Linked DNA regions of Mus musculus: region 1 is linked to region 2. Evidence: chromatin contacts called from public HiChIP or PLAC-seq data. All regions are on one chromosome and are shown on one strand. The core of a region is the stretch at or near the end of the contact, and the rest is flanking DNA. Distances in the headings are between cores, read along the strand shown. Region 1 has its middle 100 kb from the start of Gm24471. Region 2 holds the start of Map1b (microtubule-associated protein 1B).

Evidence for each region. HiChIP or PLAC-seq counts read pairs in DNA pulled down with a chosen protein or histone mark.
Region 1: a contact with region 2 is called in an H3K27ac HiChIP or PLAC-seq map of embryonic stem cells, with 3 times the contacts expected there. The contact joins the enhancer-like site here to the promoter of Map1b in region 2. A contact is called at or near these places in 7 of 39 promoter capture datasets (the 3T3-L1 cell line, the C10 cell line, HPC-7-derived erythroid cells and 4 more), 2 of 484 Hi-C or Micro-C datasets (nephron progenitors and reprogramming fibroblasts), 15 of 115 datasets of contacts at active chromatin or transcription factors (SST interneurons, VIP interneurons, bone marrow-derived dendritic cells and 11 more) and 4 of 9 other capture datasets (adipose tissue, embryonic stem cells, liver and 1 more).

The regions. Positions count from the first base shown.
Region 1 is chr13:99,791,032-99,796,498 of GRCm38.p6, forward strand. No RefSeq gene overlaps it. Among named protein-coding and RNA genes, the nearest start is that of Gm24471, 100 kb to the left of the region's middle. Within about 2 kb of position 3,625, at least 33 of the 459 cell types and tissues checked have an H3K27ac peak or open chromatin away from gene starts, as enhancers often do. A contact at or near this core is called in VIP interneurons and neural progenitor cells, where this site is marked.
Region 2 is chr13:99,515,056-99,520,528 of GRCm38.p6, forward strand. Map1b (microtubule-associated protein 1B) reads right to left here and starts at 1,547. Exons shown (of 7, transcript NM_008634.2): 1 at 1,249-1,547. The coding sequence starts at 1,432. It overlaps Gm26559 (predicted gene, 26559), which reads left to right and starts at 1,579. Exons shown (of 2, transcript NR_167891.1): 1 at 1,579-1,803.

The sequences.
Region 1 (5,467 bases), core at 2,375-4,874, 280 kb after region 2:
GTGTGTGTGTGTGTGTGTGTGTGTGTGTGTGTGTGTATGTGTGTGCGCATGCTCACGTGTTTGTGCGTCTGTCTGTCTGTCTGTCTGTGCAGAACTGCATATGTCCCAGGACCTATCACTTGGCTCTGCCTCTTTGAAGATGTGGAGGATAATAGAACCCCAGGCAGCCTCAGTTTCCTTGTCTGCTGCATGTAAATCTAAGAAGTAGAAAGATCATTTGTTTCTTCACTGTGACCAAGGGCAGGAAGAGATATAAGCTGTTTAATTATTGAAGAGGAAAACCCTTCTCTACGCTCCCAGCTTTTGTAAATGGAAGTCTGCAAATTAAGTGTCAAAAGACATGTTAACAGGAGAAAGGCAATATAAATACATGAACGTTACTATGCATTTTACCTGGCTGAACGTGAATTTACATCACTTGGGTCCCTGAAGGTGGGTCTGCACGAGTCTCTGAGCTACACAAAACAGTCTGTGTTTCAAAGGATCATGTACTTTTACACATTTAATGATTGTGTGTGTGTGTGTGTGTGTGTGTGTGTGTGTGTGTGTGTGTGAGAGAGAGAGAGAGAGACAGAGACAGAGACAGAGACAGAGACAGAGACAGAGACAGAGACAGAGAGAGAGAGGATGTCCTACAGGTTTCAACAATGGAGAGAATTTGGATCAATTGTGTGGAGATGCTGAGAAAGCCTCAGAGGACAGGAATGGAAAGTGAATGTTATTTCAGCAAAGTTTGTCTAGTCCAGATGCATCTCAGTGCAGATTGTGCCCCCAATGACAACCTCACCTGGTTCAGAAGAGCCATGTCATAAGCACATTTTGTCAGAGACATGGACGATCGCATCTGTGTCCTTCTGCAATGTCTGAATTTACTGAATGATAATACATTCACAGTACAGCAGTTTCAACTGTAGCAATTTGCCAGACACTTCTGCTTCTGCTGGTTGTCCTGTCTGAGGCAAGCATGGGTGGTTTTATTATAAAGTTAACTATTTACCCCCAGACAATTATACGTTATGTAGTAAATATATTCATATGACTACTCATATTCAGGCTACCCAATGGCAATAAAAACTTGAGGGGCCATAGTAGGCTTCAGGAGGCTTTGGAAGTAGTTGATAGGAATGTCAGTAGGGTTTGGATGGACACGGTGATAACCATGCTTAGATGCAGGGGGAAAGCTGGGAACCTAGGGAGGCAGCAAGCATCTTAGGTTTTCAAGTGAAGCTGAAGAACTAAGCCCAGCTACAGAGGTGAAAGTATAGGACCAGATCTACATGAAGGAATGTGGACAGACAGATGGCAGGTCCAGACAGGCAAACAGGAGGACAGGCAGTCAGAGTCAACTAGGCTGGGTCGGGACTTCCCTGCCTGTAAGCCCTTAGTGCACACTCTGGGTGGTCAAATGGCAGATCAATCGGAGGCCTTCACCCTCAGTGCTATGTGCCCACCTCTTTATGGGTTCCACATGAGAGATTTTATAAGATTTTAATATGCCATGTGTCTTTACAGTCTCAATTAAATTTATAGAGTGATGCCCTTTCAACTCCCAATAATAAGTCATTTACTGAAATGTCTGTGCTGCGTAGCTGGTTCCAGACAGATGATGCGGTTTATAAATCTACCCTCCATTCATAAAAGGGGGTCAAAGCTGCTTGCTTTAAACTATCTGGAGTGACTTTATATCAGGCTTCAGCCTGACCTCAACAAATGGATGTCACCTTCCCGAAGGGAACTTCATACCCAGGCAGGCAAGAGGACTCTTCCTGTGTCTGGCTTTTATCTCAAAATTCTTCTTATACTAAAGTGGTACATTTGGAGTTGGACAGCCCAAGATTTTTCAACATACGTGACTAGGACCTCAGAGTCAACACTCTCACCGTGACCCAGTGGGCCATGCAGTCACCTGGATATGAAGCAGCTGGGTCATAATGAAGGGGAACGTTTGAAAAATCACTGTGATCTAAAGGAGCGAGACCATTTCTCTGTAAACAGTTTGGGATCTGCCTTGCATGGGTACAGAGTATGGGAGGAAGGTCGGCATCTGCATATTATTGTGAACTGAAGTTTCTAGGGAAAAAAAAAAAACCAACAGGATTCTACAAGGCCGGTTGACGAATTGATTAAAACTTAGCAGTTCCAGAGAGTTGGAATGTTTCAGGCCCAGTGCCAAATCCTCTTGGGTTTCCTTCCTTAGCCCCCTTAGCAGCCATTCATCGCCCACCTCTGTGGCTGGCCTAACACTGCTGTACTATCATGTTAACTCTTTTAGGATGTATTAACTCAACAGATCACATGCATCCACCAGCCCACAAGCTCAGGCTCCCGTCAGGACATCTGAGGCCCAGAGCAGAGAGTTCTCTGTTTTGCTGTAAGCCTGAGTATTTCCAACAAAGAGAAAAGTGCCTTGGTTTATGACATCCTTTGTTCTGTAATTCCAAATTTCATGAACCAGTCGTCACATGGGAATATGAAATTTGGGTGAACCTGAGTCCAGGTCCCCGGGCCATTGTCATTCCTATTTGGCTCTAGAATAAACCATCACTACTTGCACTTGAGGTGAAAGCTGTGTTTTGTGTTTGTATCACTGATAGATCACTGGGATAGTAAAAGGCGCATGGGTCACATGACTGGGGTCTGTATCTGTGGGCCCTCCACAGTCCTGCAGATCTGTCTAAATGTCATCCCAATATCTTCCCAGGAGAACTGTGAGGGCCTGATAAAACCTAAGAGAAATGCGGGCATTCCGTGTTCCCACCTACCATTGCTTCAGCTTCATTGCCTCCTACAGACCCCTGAAACAAGAACTTCGGCTGCCAGTAAGTAGGCTGTGTATTTCTAATATCTCACAGCTAACGCAAGAAAGGGGCCAGCAACACTTTGCCTTGCTTGCTGCTGCACTGAGAATTTTAACCGTGGGTTGTATGCCACAGAGAAGCAGAAAGGAAAAGGAGAGATGAAAACTTCCCAAATGGCAAATGGGCTTTTCTTGAGAAGGCAGCGTGACCAGGAAAGCAGCAGACAGATACCCAGATTCCATCCTGCATATTTTCTCCGTCCCCCCCCCCTTTGCCTCCCCAAGGAAGAGCCCAGGCCCTGGGCCAACCCAGCAACCAGAGGGCTTGCTCTGAACTATTTATAGTGCTAGGCCTTGGGCAGATCTCTTCCGATGTGGATATTTCTAGCTCTTTCTAATTCAAAGCAGCCTTTGACAGCCCTGGGCCATTACAGTGTGTGTTTAAGTGCTTTTACATATCAATATCCCAGGTCTCAAAGGATGCATAGATTAAAACAGTATTAGTCACCCTGGTTTACCCCACTGAGTGAAGTAAATTAGAGTGTCCTGTAAGTTCTCCTTTGTTTTGCAGAATGACTGACTGGGCTTTGCCATCCTAGGAAAAACGTCACATCCCTGGACTTTGGCTGGACTTGTTTTAATCATGTTTTAAATTCCTCTTCTGCCATTTATGGATTCCAAGATCACAGTGTCTCTTGTTCTCTATTTGCACGGCTTTATTAATGATAGATATACCCCATCCACCGAGGTCACCATTCACTGATCGAGAACAGTCCCACTGAAATACCGCAGCCAGCCTAAGCTGTATCCCAGAGACTTGGATCACACGGATGAGTCAGCTCCACTGGCTGGACTCAGCTTCCGCTAAGCAGCATCAGTTGGTGACATAGTATAGGCTTGCTACCTTATCTGTGGGCTAGCATCAAAGACAAAGAAGAAAGTGAGAGATAATGGGGTCAAGATATGAGGCCCTTAAATCCCTTTGGGAATACAGAGGAGATGAGACAAATAGATGCTTTGTACTCTTATATACACACCTAACAAAACGAAATTACTGCTGTTTTTATGATATAACCTATTGCAAATCTTTGCCTAGGAACTGTAAATTAAAGTTTTAGTTAAGTTTACTTAACTAAAATAGTCACTAGTAAGAACCACTTCCTATTATTTTAGAAAGACAAATCTCAGGGAGGAAGGGAGGTGGGGACTACCTTAAGGAACAATTGTGATAGCCCTCAGGTTCTTTTGGCTAGAAACTGCTTGGAGTAAATGTTTGAACATTTTAATGACTACCTACAAATGCTTGTTCCTGTAAACATGCTTAACTGTGGTCACCAGGGGCATGTCCTTGAAGAGGATATTGGACCATGTTTATCCTGCCTTCTTTCTTCTCTCCCTCTGTCCCTCTTATATGGATACCATGAGGTGAATAATTTCTTCTGTCACATTCTGCCCACCATGATGTCCTTCCTTGACTCAAAGAGCCTAGGCAACAGAGCCAACAGACCATAGGTTGTGTCCCCTACAATCCTGAGCCAAGTTAACGCTTTTATCAGGTATCCCTTCAGAGATGGGAAGCTGACTGGTGGGTTCATGTGCCTCCACTTAGTGACTGTCCTCCTTAGAACTTATTTTGGAGTTACTCGTATGAAGACCCAGCCTGCCCCTATCTTAGGCTTATAAGTCTTCTTATAGTAAAAACAAACTAGGTTCATTCCTGTTTATGATTAATATCTGTTTATCAAGAATTGGGATACATCTCACCTGTAACCTTAATTACAAATGATGCTATATTCAGGAGTGGCGATTACTCCTTTGTTTCAAAAAGTTGTTTATAACCATCTTGCAACCCTACCTTTGTTTCAAAGGATTTTATGACCATCTTGTTATAACTACCTGTAGTTATGACAACTTTGTCATGCCCACCTTGTCTTTGTTTCAGGGGGTCGTTAGGACTGAGTTGTTATGGCTATGTTCTGCTCCTATAATCTCGGCTATTTTGCCCTCCAAATCCCCCCATTTGGAAACTCCCTATTCCTGAGCTATAAATGTTTTGTCTTTCACATTTCCAATGCTGGTCTCTCAGACCCCACCTTAGGTGGAGGCACATAAAAAAAGCTTGCTTTAATTAGTTACTTTTTAAATTAATTTGGACATGATGATTTGGGTTGGTGGTCTTTCTCTTCCCATCTTTTAGATTAACACATGAAATAGAGAAGTTCACTCACTGTTTACCAGCTGTTTTCCATTCCCCAAATTCACTGATGGAATTAGCTCTCCTTTTTACTCTAATTCATAAGAAAAAAAAATTTGTTATATAGTAACTTTTAAATATATATGTAAGGCCCATTTATAAACACTTAAAGCTTTTGCTTGCTTGTTTGTTTTCTATCTTTCCACCAGTAGAAGTATTTAAGCTATGTCAACTTTCTCAATGTGTTCTGACGTCTGGTGCTGGCAGACACCCTACTATAATTATTTCAATGATTTTTTTTAATCTCTCTCTTCTCATTGTTTATTTGCCCAGATAATCCAGAGGGTCATTTTTTAAATAAAAATAATATTTGGGTTTGATTAAAAGTGTATAATGAAACTTAAATTAATTTAGGCAGAATTGCCATCACATCAATAGCAAGACTTATTGCCAAAAGGCACACTGTCCCTGTGTAG
Region 2 (5,473 bases), core at 297-2,796:
CTGGAGCTGCACACGGACCCGGGGACTTCTGCCAGGGATGAAGTGAAGGGAGGGATGCGAGGGGGGCGGAATAAAGCAGAGGCTAGAGCTGCCACCGGGGAGTCGGGAGCGCAACAAAACCGCTCACAGCCAAAGGTGGGCGCAAGGCCCCCTGACAGCGCGAGGCTCGGGCAGAGCCAGCATCGTGCCAGCCGGGGGCGCCGCAGTGCGGGGGCAGGTGCGGCTGTCCAGCGCGGGCACTGCGGCAGACCGGGTGGGGCTGAAGGGCGGGCCGATGGTTGCCCGCCCAAGGCTGTGCCCTCCCGGACCCTCCCAGCCCCGCCCAGGGTTCCCCGGGAACCGCTATTCCGCTACCGCAGAGCCCGTTCCTGGTGCGCGCAGCAGCGCAGGAGCTGACCCTCCCCTGCCACCTCCTCCTCCCATTCAAGCTATGGCTCCTGAAGCTAAGACTTTTCAAAGAAGCCCACCCACGCAACCTGGGGTCCCATTGTCCTTTCTGAAAGCTGCAGCCAGGACCTCAGGGGCAAGAGCGAGGCTGGGCTTCGTCTAGAAACAGAGCGCAGACGGGTTCCATGCCTGTATCCTCGGGGGCTGGGGGGGAGGGGGGGGGACGGGCGTGGCCCAAGGACTAGCCTAGTCATTCCCAGGAAAGAAAGAATCGGGAAGTTTTAAGTCAGAAAAGGCATTCTCTATTCTCAGAGGGGTGTGTGTGTGTGTGTGTGTGTGTGTGTGTGTGTGTGTGTGACTGGCGGGGGCGGGGAGCACGAGGTGACTGTGATAAAGACGATTTCCATGCGGGCCTTGGCACATGGTGTTTTGACCCCAGGTTTTCGGGTAAGGGGAGGTGGGTCCCAGCCTTTGGCTAGGGCGAGAGCTGAGCTGAAAGAAGAGGTTTTGCTAGGCTCACCCCACCCTTTCTCCGCCTGCGGTTGCGGTTTTATTATGGCCTCCGCTCCTCTGACACCTGCATTTCAAAGAGCACGAGAGGAGGTAGCCAAGTCGGCGGTGGCCACGGACCCAGCCAGGTGACCTATCCCTCAGGGCTATTATAAAGATCCCCTCTCTGGGTCTCAAATAAAATAATTTAGAAATTAGCCCAGAAAAAGAGTCCAGATGGAGTGTGGGAGGTGGCCCGGAGAGGCGTGGGTGCGGGGCGTGCGGGAGAACAAGGTGGCCGTCGCGCCCTGGGTGGGGTCGTGCTGGCGCGTCTCCCCACTCACGCCCCTGGGGGGCCTCGGGACCGCTTACCCAGCTCGATGTTGCCGATGGCACGCCTCAGGTGCTCTTCGGTTACGGTCTCGCCGACCACCACCAGCAAGTAGAACTTGCTGTCTAGGAAGCGGTGCGACAGGCTGGGCGAGGTGGACGCCGCCGGGTTGCCGATGCTGCCCGATGGCTCCGGTTCGGTGGCTTCCACCACCACGGTCGCCATCCTGCCGGCTCTGCTCAAGCCTGAGAGAAGTGTTCCTCTCCCGCCGCTCCTCTGCTCTGCGGCAGGAGAAAGGATTATCTCCGAAGGTGCTGTCTCCGCTCCGCCCCCTGCGTCCCCCCTCCTCCCGGCGCACGCGTCGCCTCCCCCTCCGCCCTCTCCCTGCGCGGAAGAGAGGAGCGGGGAGTGAGAGGCCGAGGAGGCGGTGCCGTTTATATGGAGACTAGGCTAGGAGCCTGGGAGGAAGAGGAGGAGGAAAGGACCACCCGGCACGTCCTCGTGGTGGTTGCCTCCACTCCTCCAGCCCTTAGCCCAGGGCTGATGTCATCTGCAGCAAATCATTTCGCCGGCGGCCCGGAAGCTGGAAGGACGAGGTGTGTGGACAATGGTCTGGGCAGGGCCAGGAGCCAGGCTCTAGGGGACCCAAAGAACTCTGCTGCAACCCGAGGGCCTTCTGCACCATCACCCTTACATACACACACTTTCTTTGCCCTAAACCATCAACCTGGGGAGTGGGGATTACTTCCTGTTTCAGAGCGGGATTATGTCCTGAGTCAGATTCCGCATCTTCAGGCCTGTGCCTGTGCCTCATCCACGTGAAGTCAGAATTTGAGTAATTGCTGCAGTCACAGTGGGCGCTGGGTTGAGGGTACCCCGCCCAAGAACACAAACCTGAGTTTTTGACCTTGTAGATATAGAAAGGCGTATTTGTCCATTTTTTTTAAACAACAGGAATATTTATCACCTTCGCTTAAAAGAGACTTTGCAAGACCTAAGCCTAATTTGTTCAGACTTTGGAGTCTAGTCTGGAAGGACTAACTAACGCTCAAAAAAGAACTGGCTTTTGGTGCTCATGGGAAATGAATGAGAAGAGGCAGACATATTATGCTAGATACAGATTTCTTTTCTTAATATGCTGAACAGATAGCATCAGGCATAACAAAGAATAGAGAAGACACTGTCTCTGCAGGATTACAGCGACTATAATGTGCTTTTCAGTTCCTTGGGGGATACACAGGCAAAATTATTTTGTGTGACAATGATGTCTTTTAAGATACATGTAGCTTTGGGAGTTTTTATTGCTTTTGTCTATATTTAGAAGAACTCCTAATAATGTTTCTAAAGGCCATCGTAAACATTCATTTCTCACAAATCTAATGAGTACATTTCTGTATTAGGGCAGAAGAGGGGGGCAAGCGCCTCATCATCATGAAGACTGGGGATCATTTTAGAAGAGAAAATAGATGGAATTAGATGGAATAGGGGGGAAAAGCCTATTTTCATCTAAAATAACTAATATTGGAGTGTATACTAGTTTTAATTTATACTAAATATAACATACTAAATAGCAGTTTGGTATATACTAGTCAATATACCTTTAACACTGGAGTATACACCAGTTTTAAAATACCAACTGGAGGGGCTGTAGCTTAGCTGGTGGACTTCACGCCCATGTTGGCACCGGAAGCACTGGGCAGTGTAGTCCCAGCACTCAGGCGATGCAGACAAGGAGGATCAGAAGTTCAAGGTCATCCTTAGCTGATGAGTTCAAGGTCAGCCTGGATACATAAGACCCTGTTTAAAAATGAAACAGAACAAACAAAACCTATTGTGAGACTTTCCCGATAGCCCAGTGTCTTAGGTGTTGACTCCCACGATTTACTTGTCATAGGCTGTACTGGCTAGTTTTGTGTCAACTTGACACAGCTGGAGTTATCACAGAGAAAGGAGCTTTAGTTGAGGAAATGCCTCCATGAGATCCAACTGTAAGGCATTTTCTCAATTAGTGATCAAGGGGGAAAGGCCCCTTGTGGGTGGGACCATCTCTGGGCTGGTAGTCTTGGGTTCTATAAGAGAGCAGGCTGAGCAAGCCAGGGGAGGCACGCCAGTAAGTAACATCCCTCCATGGCTTCTGCATCAGCTCCTGCTTCCTGACCTGCTTGAGTTCCAGTCCTGACTTCCTTTGGTGATGAACAGCAGTGTGGAAGTGTAAGCTGAAAAACCCTTTTCTCCCCAATTTGCTTCTTGGTCATGATGTTTGTGCAGGAATAGAAACCCTGACTAAGACATAGGCCTTTTTGCCCCGTTTCTTTCTTGAAACCTAAAGAGACAATACTCAGTGAGCAGCCAAACACCACACTAGTCTGATGAGTCGTGACTAAAGATGATGTCTGACCTATGACGCTAGGGGTCTGCAGTAAGCTTGCCGCAGAGACTTGGTCACAATTGAACAAGTTTAAAGAGGATATGCAGTTACTCTTAGGAAAGGGCAGCAGGATGATCCATGGTGGAGGTGAGGAGGCAAAGAACATCTTCTTGGAGGCCAACCACCAGGATGGCTTCATCTAGTGAGCTGTCCTCCATTTCTCTGAACCGCCATTACTCCTATGCCTATATGGGTATTTGTGTTGCTTCATGTCTCACATTTCTATGAGAGATTGTTTGGGGATGGGGAGACTGATTTTTGCCCACAGCTTCTTAAGTTTCAGACCATGGTCTGTTGCCTCCATTCCTTTGGGCAGAACATTGTGGTGGAGGGACCGTGCAGTGGGAGGGCTGCTCACCTCCTCATGGGCAGGAAGCAGTACTTCTTCTTTATTCGGTCTGAGCCCAGCCTATGGGGTGCTGCTGCTCATATCCAGTGTGGTTCTTATCCTATTAGCTAATCCTCTCTGGAAACACCGCAACAGATATACCCAGAGCTGTGCTTTACGAAGCTCTCCACCCAATCAAGTTAATAATCACGTCGACAGCAGCGTCCCTTTACCTCGTTAAATGTATTTTGGAACAAAAGTCTCCATTTTTGTGTTCATGGAAACACATATCCCAAATAAATAAGAGGTAGCCCCGAAAATTATACAGAATGAAAAGAAGATAATTAAATTTCTGCTACATATTGTTACTATATGATCAGGACTGAGCCTGAGGTATGTACTATCCAAGATAAAAAAAAAAAAAAAAAAACAGAGACGTGTTGGAATATCCTAACACCTACCTAACTGAATTGTTCCATATTTTGCAATAGATTGTTGGATGAAAGATGCAAGAAGTCAATGAGATGACTCAGGAGGAAAAAGAACTTGCTGCCACGCCTGGGGACCTACTAAGTTCCATCCCAGGATCCACACAATGAGAGGAGAGAGCAGACTACCATAAATCGTCCTGTGACCTCCATGCACATTAGTTAATTAATTTTAATAAGTGCAATAGAAGAAAGAGCTTCTTCACGGTGGCCCTCTGTCTAAGAAAGCCATGACCAGGATCCACCCCATTCTTTGCCCACCCTTTGCAATCCAGGGATATTATGGCAGAACACAGACTAGCAATGGCTACTTTACACGCAGTCAGCTAATGTCCAGTCCTTTTGTTGCAGAAATGGAAAGAACTGGATCTTTGTGACTATGTGAGGGAAGAGTAAAGGGAAGAGACTTCAGAAGCACGTAACCCAGGCTAGGGATCAGCCTAAGCATCAAGACATGAGTGATTAGATGATACCCCACCCCCATTTTCTTAGACAACGGAGTAACGGTAGCCTTACAAAATATGTACAGGTGACCCCTCTACCAACACCTCTGGGAGAAAAAATAAAAGAAAACCCAACATGGTCAGCCACTCTTCTAAGTTAGAAAAGTCCCCACTCCCAAGACAAAGGAGACAATTGTAAAGAGAAGGAAAATGCACCCACAAGGAAGCCTGCCTCTATCACCAGCTTTGAGTGACTACACTTGAGTGTCCCAAAGGCTCTGCAAACTCGATCGGCTCCAGGCCGGAATCATCTTCATCCTCTAGCGCTGATCTCGCGCATCTGTTCCATTGAACGGTAACACATCTATCCCACACCGCAAGGTAGAAACCATGCCGACATCTGGGACCCTTCCCTGGCTTCAAGTGCAGTCAGCGCTACAAGGAGCCTGGCGAGTTTCACTTTCGCCTTCTAGATGTCTCCTCAACCATCCACTTCTCTCCATTATCATGGTCCCAGTCCTCGCCATTATGAGAGGTACGATAGATAGATAGATAGATAGATAGATAGATAGATAGATA